Regions from separate parts of the Mus musculus genome. Here regions 2, 3 and 4 are each linked to region 1. Evidence: chromatin contacts called from public promoter capture Hi-C data. All regions are on one chromosome and are shown on one strand. The core of a region is the stretch at or near the end of the contact, and the rest is flanking DNA. Distances in the headings are between cores, read along the strand shown.

Evidence for each region. Promoter capture Hi-C pulls out the DNA fragments that hold promoters and counts their contacts.
Region 2: a contact with region 1 is called in a promoter capture Hi-C map of embryonic stem cells. The contact joins the promoter of Hoxc11 here to the promoter of Wnt1 in region 1. A contact is called at or near these places in 3 of 39 promoter capture datasets (cranial neural crest, embryonic stem cells and maxillary cranial neural crest) and 6 of 484 Hi-C or Micro-C datasets (embryonic stem cells, epiblasts and stem cell-derived epiblast-like cells).
Region 3: a contact with region 1 is called in a promoter capture Hi-C map of embryonic stem cells. The contact joins the promoter of Hoxc12 here to the promoter of Wnt1 in region 1. A contact is called at or near these places in 3 of 39 promoter capture datasets (cranial neural crest, embryonic stem cells and maxillary cranial neural crest) and 2 of 484 Hi-C or Micro-C datasets (embryonic ectoderm and epiblasts).
Region 4: a contact with region 1 is called in a promoter capture Hi-C map of embryonic stem cells. The contact joins the promoter of Hoxc9 here to the promoter of Wnt1 in region 1. A contact is called at or near these places in 3 of 39 promoter capture datasets (embryonic stem cells, maxillary cranial neural crest and second pharyngeal arch cranial neural crest).

The regions. Positions count from the first base shown.
Region 1 is chr15:98,788,592-98,791,291 of GRCm38.p6, reverse strand. Wnt1 (wingless-type MMTV integration site family, member 1) reads right to left here and starts at 1,435. Exons shown (of 4, transcript NM_021279.4): 1 at 1,000-1,435; 2 at 175-428. The coding sequence starts at 1,103.
Region 2 is chr15:102,953,216-102,955,915 of GRCm38.p6, reverse strand. It overlaps Hoxc11 (homeobox C11), which reads right to left and starts at 1,390. Exons shown (of 2, transcript NM_001024842.1): 1 at 709-1,390. The coding sequence starts at 1,390.
Region 3 is chr15:102,935,565-102,938,264 of GRCm38.p6, reverse strand. It overlaps Hoxc12 (homeobox C12), which reads right to left and starts at 1,439. Exons shown (of 2, transcript NM_010463.2): 1 at 809-1,439. The coding sequence starts at 1,412.
Region 4 is chr15:102,975,631-102,978,330 of GRCm38.p6, reverse strand. Hoxc9 (homeobox C9) reads right to left here and starts at 1,299. Exons shown (of 3, transcript NM_008272.3): 1 at 1,230-1,299.

The DNA.
Region 1 (2,700 bases), core at 186-2,685:
AACGCAAGGCTAGAAAGAATCTGGTGCTGACCTACGGTAACTGCCGGCACCAGGCGATTCTCAGTTTGATCACATATAACCCTGGGATGTCTTCCCTGCCTTCGCCCGCCTATGCCCTGGAGATGACCCTGCTTTTCCCTTAATCCCGGAAGCGTCGCTTTCCTGGGCACCCACCTCGGTTGACGATCTTGCCGAAGAGGTGGGGCCCCGGAGCAGTGGGGCAGTTCCAGCGGCGGTTTCGGAATTGCCATTTGCACTCTCGCACAGCGCTCTGGAGCCCTCCACTCACGCTGTGCAGGATCCCCGGGTTCTGTCGGATCAGTCGCCGCTGCTTGCGGCTCAGCAGCTGCAGACTGGGCTCGAGCACCAGCTGCAGACTCTTGGAATCCGTCAACAGGTTCGTGGAGGAGGCTATGTTCACGATGCCCCTGGCGGGATGCATAAGGGTTCAGTCCAGGGGAGGGGACCTGCATCCTAACCATACAGGCTGTACCACCCTATCCTTGCCTGGCCCTGAGCTCCAGAGTCTAGTGAGTGGACAGAAAAGGCATGGCTACCTTAGCTCTTCCTTTCTTCAAGTCAGCCCCCGAGGAGAAACCCCACCTGCAGCCTTGCCCACCTTGAAAAACTTAGGAATTCCACTCCCTCACCTCAAAGCTAATATCTGGTTTTTTTTTTTTTTTTTTTTTTTTTTTTGGTTCAAGACCTAAGGGACACCTGAGCACCCACCACAGCGAGGTTGGGACCTGTTGCTCAGCAGAAACGGGGTCGTATTAAATGGGAATGGTCTCTGAGCCTGGTGTATCTGGGCTTCTGCATGCCAATGATGTGCCCCCACTTCAGCAGAGCTAGTTCTAGGTGTGAGCACCCTGGATGTGAAGTCACAATGCACGAGGGGGGTCTGTAGGTTGGTGATCCCCACAGCGTGGGAGCTGGGTAAGGCCCGTGCCTGGCTCTTTGCCCCAGGACAAGTGGCGGACCCCGTACTAGCTCACTTACCACCATCGGCCACTACTGTTGGCAGCCAGGGCTGCGGGCAGAGCGGTCAGTGCCAGTAGCAACGTAGTAGAAACCCAGCTGGGCAGCAGCGCCCAGAGCCCCATGGCCTGCCTGGCCTTGCTGGTTCTGTGCTGCGGTTCTGACGACTGTGGTTGCTGTCCGCGACGGTGGGACTGGACACAGCGGTGAGGGCAGTGATGCGAGTTCCCAGGCTGGCTCTAATAAGTCTGGAGGCGGGCCGCAGGCAGCATGGTTCGCTGTCCTGGCTGCTGGGCTGAAGCAGCCACTGCGGGAGGCACCGCCTCTTATAGGCCTCTTATAGTTGCGGCGCTGACTGCAGTGAGAAGAGGCTGCCCCTCCGGGCCCGGGCGGCACTAAAAGCACCAGGGCGCACTGGTCAGGGCCACAGACAATGAGTGGCGAGCGAAGCTGTGGCTCTTGCCGGTCTGAGCAAAGAGCTGACAGGCTAACCGTCGGGGCTCACCCCCGCCCCCTGCCTGGTGGCCCCCGCCTCCAGGTCTGCACTGGCCGCCGACCCCTCCCCTTGGGATGGCCTCCCACGCGCGCCGGCCTCACTCTTCTGCGCGTCCGGAGCCCGTCGGGGACCAGCATCCGCCAGGGGGCGCGGAGACAATGCGCTGGGGACAACCTGTTTGCAGCCTGGATTGCCTCCCCCACACGCGCCGGTGGGGCTGTCCTCTCGAAGTCCGTCTCCTCTGTCCCCCCTACGCTGTGGTCTCTTCTCTTCCCTATTCTGAATGGCAGGATGAAAGTTGTGGTTCTAGCCAGCGACTCCGTGGAGACACTTCCTCACCCAGGAACCCCGACGGCTGGACAGAGAAGGAAAAGAAGGAGACAGAGCATGGGTGGAGCTGTGGTCAGGGATTCCCGGGCGTGGGGTGTAGGGGTAGGCTGAGCAAACCGAGCTGGTGGCAGTGAGAAACTCAGAAGCGCCCAGCAGTTTGCCTCTGTGGGCTAGGGGGAGTGTAAGCGTCGGTGTGTCACCCGTGAGATTAAGTCAAAGTGTACATGTGTTCTGAGGGTGCACGCTCCTGTGTATTGGTGTATCCAGAAACTTCTAACGAAGAACATTTTGAGCCCTTTCCAAATAATTGTGTAATTTGGCTCAGGACAGGGAGAGCATGAAGTCATTTTGTTACAGTCACCACTTAACGCAGTGTATCAGGAAGGAGGTGGGGCTGTGACAGGAGACGTCCAGAAGGCTGCAATTGTGTTTGCAGGTGGGTGCATGAGTGTGTGTGTGTGTGTGTGTGTGTGTGTGTGTGTGTGTTTGTGATTAACGACGTGCACTCATAGGTGTCATTCTGTCGCTCTGGGTACCTAGTGTCACCCTATGGCACCTTGAGTCAACCTGTGCTTATCATTAGATGTGCTAGTCATGAAGATGAACCGGGCTTGTTTCTCTGGCAACTAGGCTCAGAAAGGATAGGACCACCAGCCGAGTAGCTGTCAGATGGAGCTGAAGACCTGAGGGAAAGAATGCTTGTGGGAAGAAGCTGGCTCCTTTTGGTTTTGTTGTTGCTGGTTTTGTGACCGGATCTTGCTGTGTGACCCTACCTAACATAAAGGTTTAATATGTAGAACCCATGATGGTCCAGTGACTGCTGGGATTACAGGCCTATTCCGCCACCGTACCTGCCCAACTCAAGATGAACATAATTGGGGGGAATGAGAGATGGC
Region 2 (2,700 bases), core at 141-2,640, 4.2 Mb before region 1:
AGGCTGGGCCTACCCAGAGAGAGGCCTCGGACCCTGGAGAGCCACCGCTACCTTCCCCTGCAGAGCAAGGGAATCTCTGATTCTTTCCCCACTCTCCTGCCACCGCCAAACCCCGGCTTGCCCCGGTTTCTTCTCAAAGACCCGCGAACACGTAATTTGAACATTTTTAAAAGTCGTTTTAAAAAGAAGAGGAGCGGCCTTGGAGAGCTTCCCTGGACTCCAGTTCTGCCGCGTCGCTTCTGTTCCTTACCTCTCCCCTTCTCTGGATTTCTCCCAGTCTGTCCCTCGCCCTCCCCTTTCCCCCTCCACCCCTCCCCTCCCTCCCAACCCCCCAGCAGTCCGACTCCCCATCCTTTCTTAAACGCTCCTCTAAGTTCACGATCAAAGTTAATATCGCCCGCAATGGTGGCACTTTTAAAAATTTCACAGACCGAGGGAGATAACGGAGGAGGGGGGCTCACCCGGCTTTTCCAAAGAGCCCCTTTCCCTCCCTCCCCACCCCTTCTCCATCGTAAAAAGTCGAGTCGTTGGGAGAGAGGGCTTTGTAGGTTATAATAAAATCCTTTGAATGCTTATAAAACTCCACATAAAATCAGACTGACCCAAAACACGAGGCTGTCCGCGCTCCCCTGCCCCCCCCCACTACTCCAGCCCTCCCTCTCCGCTCCCTCCCTCGCTGCCCTCGGGTTCCCGGCCGCTGCTACCTACTGGGGGCGGCTCCCTTGGCCGGCTCCTTGGTCGCCGAGTGGGAAGAACCGGACGAGCTGGGATTCGTGTTCTCCTCCTCGGCCTCGGCCTCAGCACCGGCCTCTGCCCGGGACGCAAGTCCCGAGGCGGGGGGCGCCTCAGGCTCCCCCTTGGCCTCGCCCTTGCCGGAGCAGGGGGGCTCGGCGGGCGCATCTCCCCCACCGCAGTAGGCGTTGTCGAAGAAGCGGTCGAAAGCTTGGGGCAAGACGCTGTTCTTGTTGACTGAGGAGTAGAAGCCGGCGGGGGCCGCGTGCGGGGCGCTGGGGTGGTGGTGGCCGCCGTAGGAGCCTTCATTTTTCATGAGGATCTCAGTGACTGTGGAAGGAGGCAGGCACTCCCGGTGCATAAGCTCGTCGGCCGCCGCATAACAAGACGAGTAGCTGTTCCGATGGTGCCACTTCCCGGACGGTTCCAGGCCGTAGGAGACCTCCCGGACCGGGGGCACTTGGGCTGAGTAGGGATAAGAAATCTGACGAGAGGGAGCCTGGGGTAGGAAGGAAGAGACGGTGGAGAACTCAGGCACGTAGTAAGTGCAACTGGGCAGATAGAGGTTGGAGGTGCAGCTCCCTCGTTCGCCGAAGTCAGCGCCCCTCTCCTTGCGCGAAGGCGAGCAGAAGTTGCCCAGGTTGACCGAGTTAAACATCGTTCTCTTCTCCTGCCTCCTCCGGCTGGAGGTTTTGGACCCGATCTAGCGAGGGGGGAAATTTTGGGAAGGCGAGATGACGCGTTATCCGTCTTAGTCTCTCTCCCCGAGCACGTGATCCAAAGTAGATATTGTCATATATCAGTTCGGAGCACTTCGCAGACGTAGGAGGGGTTCTCTCTTAGGTAAGATCGGGGACGTTCAGGCGATTGGTTTGCAAACACCGCAGAAACATTATGAAAATCAATTGCAGATTTGTATTCGTTTTTCTCTCGTCACTCCCCTCCTCTCCATTCCACAGAGCGAGAAAAGGAGGAGAGAGAGAGAGGGTTGGGGTGGGGTGGGCGGTGGGATGGGCGGGGGCGGTGGCTGGGAGGGGGTAATTGTATTTTTTTTTAACTGCTGTTCTTTTCCCCCCTAGGATTGGGGGAAGGAGAAGGGTTTTCCGTTTCGGGGTCTTGGTCCCCTCCTTATGACAAGCTGGGGGGCGGGGGGTAAAAGAAAGGGTCTTTTCCTGCCTGATTTCCCCGGAAATATTGGATGCTTCCCAACAAGTTTCAGGGACTCTTAACCCTCTACCTGAAGAATCAGAGCTTGTTCATAAGAAGTCCTTTATATTACTTTCCTGACCAGAATAAGGTGCGCTCCCTTATAGGACAGGCTCCCAGGAAGAGTATCTGAAGTTTCCCAAAGGTGAGGCAGCCCAGCTATGAGCCAGTGTCCCAACTTTGTCTAGCTTGCTGTGCTGCCGCTGGCTAGGGACTCCTATTAGTCATAAACCAGTGGTGAGCAGTGCGCCAGCCGCCCAGCCGGTGCCTGGCGAAGTCTGGGAAAAACCTTCTCTAATGTTGTGTTAAATATTTAGTATGAGAGAGTGGCCCTGGGTGAATATTTCATGCCTGCCTTTATTGTCAATCAATGTGCAGAAAGCTACATTCACTGTGGATTTTAAAATCCCAAACCCCAAAGAAAAAGATTTAGAGTGAGAGTCATCTATCTTCTCTATCTGGGGCCCTTCGGGTTGGGAGCTCAGCTTCAGCTAATAGGCTGAAAAGAAGGCTGGCAATAAGGTCCAGGCAGGATGTATGCTAAGGGAACTACATTTGGAGAGGTTTTTTTTTTTTTAATGATTTGGGGAGCTTAGGTGGGTAGAGGTGTCTATCTCTAATACCAATCAAAAAGTAGGCAGGGTAGGGCCTGAAGTCCCCAGCCTCTTTCACTCCTATTTCTTCTCTACATCTCAGTCCAACCCTGCCCTTCTCCAAGTCTATAAACCCTCCTTGCTGGACCGCTGTGTCCATAGGGGAATA
Region 3 (2,700 bases), core at 190-2,689, 4.1 Mb before region 1:
ACCGCAGGGTTGGCTAGAGGATCAGGGGGTGACTAGCTCAGTGCCCTGGGCCCTTTCCCAGACCCTTTCACCCTAGCCCCACACCCAGACCAGGTCATTCCTTTCGCTTCTCATCCTGAAAATGTTTACCCAGACCATCCTCACCAAACCATCACCAAAACATCCTGTTTTCACTCTATGCCTCAACACTACCTTCCATAGTAGTATACACATCTTTTTATGTTCCTACCTCAATTCTTCCAAACTATCTTTTATTATTATTATTATTATTATTACTACTACTACTACTCCCACCCCCACCCCCACCAGTACCACCATCATTATCATTATTATTATTAAATTTTCCTGACCCTTACAACTTCTGGAACTACAGATCCCATCAGTTAGGAAAGTTGTGGGCGGGTGGTGAAGAGTAAATCATGTTGATTGCGTTTCTTAAAATAAGAACTGTGAGAAACGGGGGCCTATGGCTAAGCAGAAGGAAAGGCAACCTGAAAAATAGGAATGGAATCTCCTTCTCCACCTCTTTACTCTTAGGCTTGGGGAAGTCCCCGTCAGAATCCCTGTACTCTGGAGCTCCCTGACCCCTACAGCCACTAGGAGCGGAAAAAGGAAATCTCTCCAGGTCTTTTATGGGGATATTTACATGTTTATAGGGTCCCCCCCCCACACACACACTTCTTTTTAAAAGAAGCCCTAGCTCACAACACATTCTGTCACCCTAGGCAGTTCCAGCTCAGGCCTCCCCTGCCTAAACTAGCAAGACGTCCTGTCAGAGTAAGCATCACAAGTGGGCTGGGGTCCTTACCGCTGGCTGAGAGCCCGCCGCCTGGGTTCAACGGCGAAACCAGAGAGCCAGGGTCACCAGCGCTGGCGCTCTTATTGCCCTCGTTGAGTAGGGACGAACTGGAGTCGGATTCCAGTGACTGGCACGAGGGTGGATCGTGGGGGGGTCCCGTGCTGCCGTCGCCACCGCCGCCGCTCGCCGTGTAGTCGTACTTGAAGCCGAGCGCAGGTGGCCCCGACGGCTCCAGCTGCAGTAGCGCTGCCCCGGGTCCCGCTCCGGGTTCGCGCCCGCGCTCCTCCCGCTTTAGGCCCCCGCCGCCGCCCTCAGCGCAGGGTTCTCGGTAGTAACCCTTGCTATCCTCCACGCGAGCCAACTCGCACGTGCGGCCGAAAGGCGGGTTGAGAGACACGGGACTGCCGAGATAGGGCTGTGGGTAGCCATTGCACGGCTCGGCCGACGGCCAAGGCAGCGAGCACACGTTGTCGCGGCGTGGGTAGGACAGCGAAGGCAGCCCCGGGAGTTGTGCCCCTGACGCGCGGAAGTTGGGGAAGTAGAAGGTGTCTCCTGTGTGGATATTCACCAGCGGCCCCACAAACCCAGGATTCAGGAGATTATGCTCGCCCATTTCCGCGGGGCCCGACCGGCTGCTTCTACTTTATTGCTATCTGACATTAAACATAGTTAAACCTGCACCAGCCACCCATTGGCCGCTCTACTCACGTGGGCGCTACCGCCAGGGGGAGGGGTGGGGACAACCGAACCCCCCACCCACATTCCCCGCACCAACTCTACTTCCCCCTTCCCCAATCCTGGGTGGAGATGGGGGAGCGAAAGGCAGGAACAGATTTATTCGTAGGATTCTGGTTTTTAAAAAGTCATATAAAACCTTAACGCAGACGGGGAAGCGATCGCTCGACGCGGGGCAAAACCAAAAAAAAAAAAAAAAAAAAAAAAAAAAAAAATAGCGCCACCAAAAATATCCGCACATACACACCTCTGCACCCTGCACCCCTCCCCAGATGTATTATCTTATCACCAACAGCTGGCCGAGCACAGCCCGTCCCTCTTTAATTAGCTCCTTTATTAACTAAAACCGTTGGAATTTACAATATCTCCCCAATAAATTACTATTAGATATTGTGTCATATAAAGTTTACTGGCTGTTTAAGGAGACGGATGAGCCCTTTGGCTCAGGGTTTATTTACAGTAGAGGCGAAGTGGGGGTGAGAACAGGTTTTCCTGCAGCTATCTCTCAGCCCTGCCAGCGCTGCGCTGCTGCGTTGTCTCCATTGCATTTTCTTCTAGGGGTATGAAAAGATACTTGAGGTTCTTTCACTCGAGAAAGGTGTAGAGGGGGATTGATCATTCTATCTCTTCTGTACCCCTAACTAACCTTAGCCTCCACTAAGGTTCCATCAGTAGAGGAAGAACCGAAGGCAGAGAGAAGAGCAAATGAAGGTGCTGAGTTTGGTGCGGACCTATTTTCCTGCTCTTGAAAATCTAGGGGTGGCTTGAACTGCTTTTCGGCTGTGACTTCTAGGTACTGGGAGCTTCTAAGAATCTCCTCATCTTTATGACAGGAGGCTGTCAGCCCCAGCAGAAACTGGCTGGCCCAAATGATTACATATTCTACAGCAAAGGAGATTACCCTACAACCTGCAGGCTGACTGTGGGGCCAGTATGGAGCAGCGGCCAGGGGTGAGTTGCCTTCTGAGGTGGGACAAGAGTGAGGGGAAAATCCGGAGAAGTATCCTGTTGAGAACTCAAATTTTTATTTATGATGCTTCTTCTAGAGAAGGATGGGAACCTAGCACTGGCTGTTGATTATAATGAACATCTGCAAGTCAACATTGGGATTCCCAACTGGGGCACCGGTAGACCAGCTCACCAAGAGAAGAACCAGCTCAAATACA
Region 4 (2,700 bases), core at 50-2,549, 4.2 Mb before region 1:
TCTGATAAGAGACTGGGAGTCCAGAGGACACTAGGCCCAGGTCCTTCATATAGGTTGTGACTCTCATGTTTCACATTTAAAAGCTAGCAGGTCAGGACTGTGAAGTGGACTTTCAAGTTTTCCCTAAATCTAGGCTTGTAGATATGGAGGGCAAAGACATGGATGCGAAGAAGCAAGGTCTCATCTTGGGGATTCAGTTACTCCCACTGAATCTCCTATTTTATTCTAAGACTTTCTCTCATTTACCCAACTCCTTTCAATTGTTCTTAGCATCAATGGGGCAACCTGAGAGACTTGAGGAAACTGGGAGTCACTGCTGGAAAGGGAGGAAGAAAGCCCAGTTCTAGCTGACTATTCTGTATTCACCTTACACCCCCAACAGATTCCAGTGGGCACAGGAGAGGAGTCCCCTGAAGGGGGATGGGCAAACCTCTATCACCTCAAACCTGGGCAACTGAGAAAACAGCCAAGCTAGCACTGTGGGAAGGACAGACAAACAGATAGGTTAGAGTCATCCTCCTCCCTCCCCCTACCGCGTGTCTCCCTTTTAATGATTTAAATTCCCTCCGGTTCAATCCACACCGTCAAGTTCGGATTAAATTTAAAACAGGCTTTCTTCTGTGCCCCCAGCGGGCCATCCCGGCCGCCGCAGGCAGAGAGCCCGCTCTCTGCTCCTCAGCACCCTCCCTGAACCGAGGAGGCCCTACTCCGTTTGCTTTCATTTTCCTTCTCCCCCTGAAATGGGCTCATTTCGTCCCTCCGCTGCCCTCTCGCCTTCCCCGCCCCCCTCCCTGGTTCCCTTCTAGTTCCCCCCCCATCTCTCCTGATCCCTCTTTGTTGGGAAAAACACACCCACACACAACTCCTCCTAGCTAAGGCCTGAGCTGGAAGCAGAAACTGAGTTCTCCTGCTTGCTGCGAGGAGAACTGCGTGCTACCCCCACCCAAGGTGGGTATCTGGGATCCCTGCCACCACACCAAGAGCCAGGCCCCCAAGCTCCGCAAGCGTGAAACCCCCAGGGCCTGTGAACGTGGCCCTCTCAACGCCATGGCCTGCCCGGCCTGCCTTTGCGCCGGCGCCCCCGCCCTGCCGCTCCGCAGCAAACGGGGTTATTTCCGGCTCCCCCAACACAGTCTGTTTTTCCAGCCTGGGGAGTGACTGGAGAGGTAGCCTCCCCAGAACCAGGGTTGCCCTGTGCTCTGATTCAATGGCTCTGAGCGCGTTGTTACCTGATCTTTTGTGTGATGTATGTATCGCAAGGAAATTTGCAGTGACTTTGGAGCCCAGACTGAGGAAGCGGAGGTGGCGAAAGGAGAGACAATAAGGGCTCGAAGTACAATTAAGGAGCCACAGCCGCGGGTCCCTCCCCGCCCTCCCTAACCGACTGGAGCTGTCTAGCTTCAAACATCAGGGCGACCCGCGAACCTAGAACCGGAAAACTCAGCCTGTGACCAAGGAGCCAAAGGACTACACATCCAGAAAAGAGGAAGAATGCTCCCTCCCAACCTGGGTTGTCGTAGCCAGCCCTGCCGAGTTTCAGAGAATCCAATGAATGAAAGTACACATTCCGACGACGAATTTTTCTGAGCCTTTGGAAGGAGTGCCCGGGTTTGGGAAGTCTCAGACAGACAGGCAAGCGGCGTCTCCCAATGCAGACAGACCACAACATGAGTGTGAGACTGAAATCATACACAGGTTGAACATCCCGAGGCCTCCTTTCCAGGCCTGGTGGGCGCCGATCTCCCTACCTTCTCTCCCGCCAGAACCTTAAGCAGAGGCCCGGAAGACTTGGTACCTTGGGCTTGGTGCAATACCGCCTCAGAAAGCCTCCTTTACCTGCTTCTTGGCTCCCCACGGCCACAGAGGCAGGGCAGCAGCCTCCCGCCCAGGGAGGGAAGCCCTGGCCACCGCAGCCGCCGCCACCCGCCCTCCTTCCCTCCCTCCCTCCTTCGCCCTCCCTCCCTCCCTCGCACGCTGCCGCTCGCGGGGCCCTCCCGCGGACAACCTGCTCTGGACCATATCCAGGTATCTCCGAAAGGAAAAAAAAAAGAAAAGAAAGAAAGAAAAGAAAAAAAGAACTGCGTATACGGGGAGGTGGGAACACATAACTGCATTTATTTTCATGCTCTAATCATTGGTTCGACCCTAGTTTAGTCTTCCCGGACACAGCCCATCAGCCGCAGAGATGTGCGGGGCCTACAGCCTCGCCCAAGCTGACCGCCGCGCCCCGCGCACAACACACTCCCTCAATACCCCTGGTTGCCGCGCCCCCGGCAGCCCAAACACCCAACAGACCTCAAGGTCCTTCCTACAGACTCAACATCCGGTTGCCTGGCTCGCCGCTGACCACAGACCAGGAGTCCACTCTACTCAGTCTGTGGTCGATGTTCACACACAATCCACCTTGTCCCTGCTCTTGTGCCCTGCCCGGACACCCTTCGGAGTCCAGCCATCCGCTGAGCTACACTTGGGCTAACCTCGTCCCCAGCAAGGACCCACACAAAGCTCTGTGCGCTAGTCTTCCCATTTATACTTCCCCTATCCCCGTTTGCCGCCTTCACGTCACCTGTTCTCAAGAAGGGCTGCATCTTCCAGCAAGTGAGCCGAAGCAAGGCCGACTGCTGGGGTGAGGTCCCAGAGAGACCACAGCGGATTAGCTGGGCTGAGCCTAAGCCCCCACTGCCGGCGAGACATCTCAGA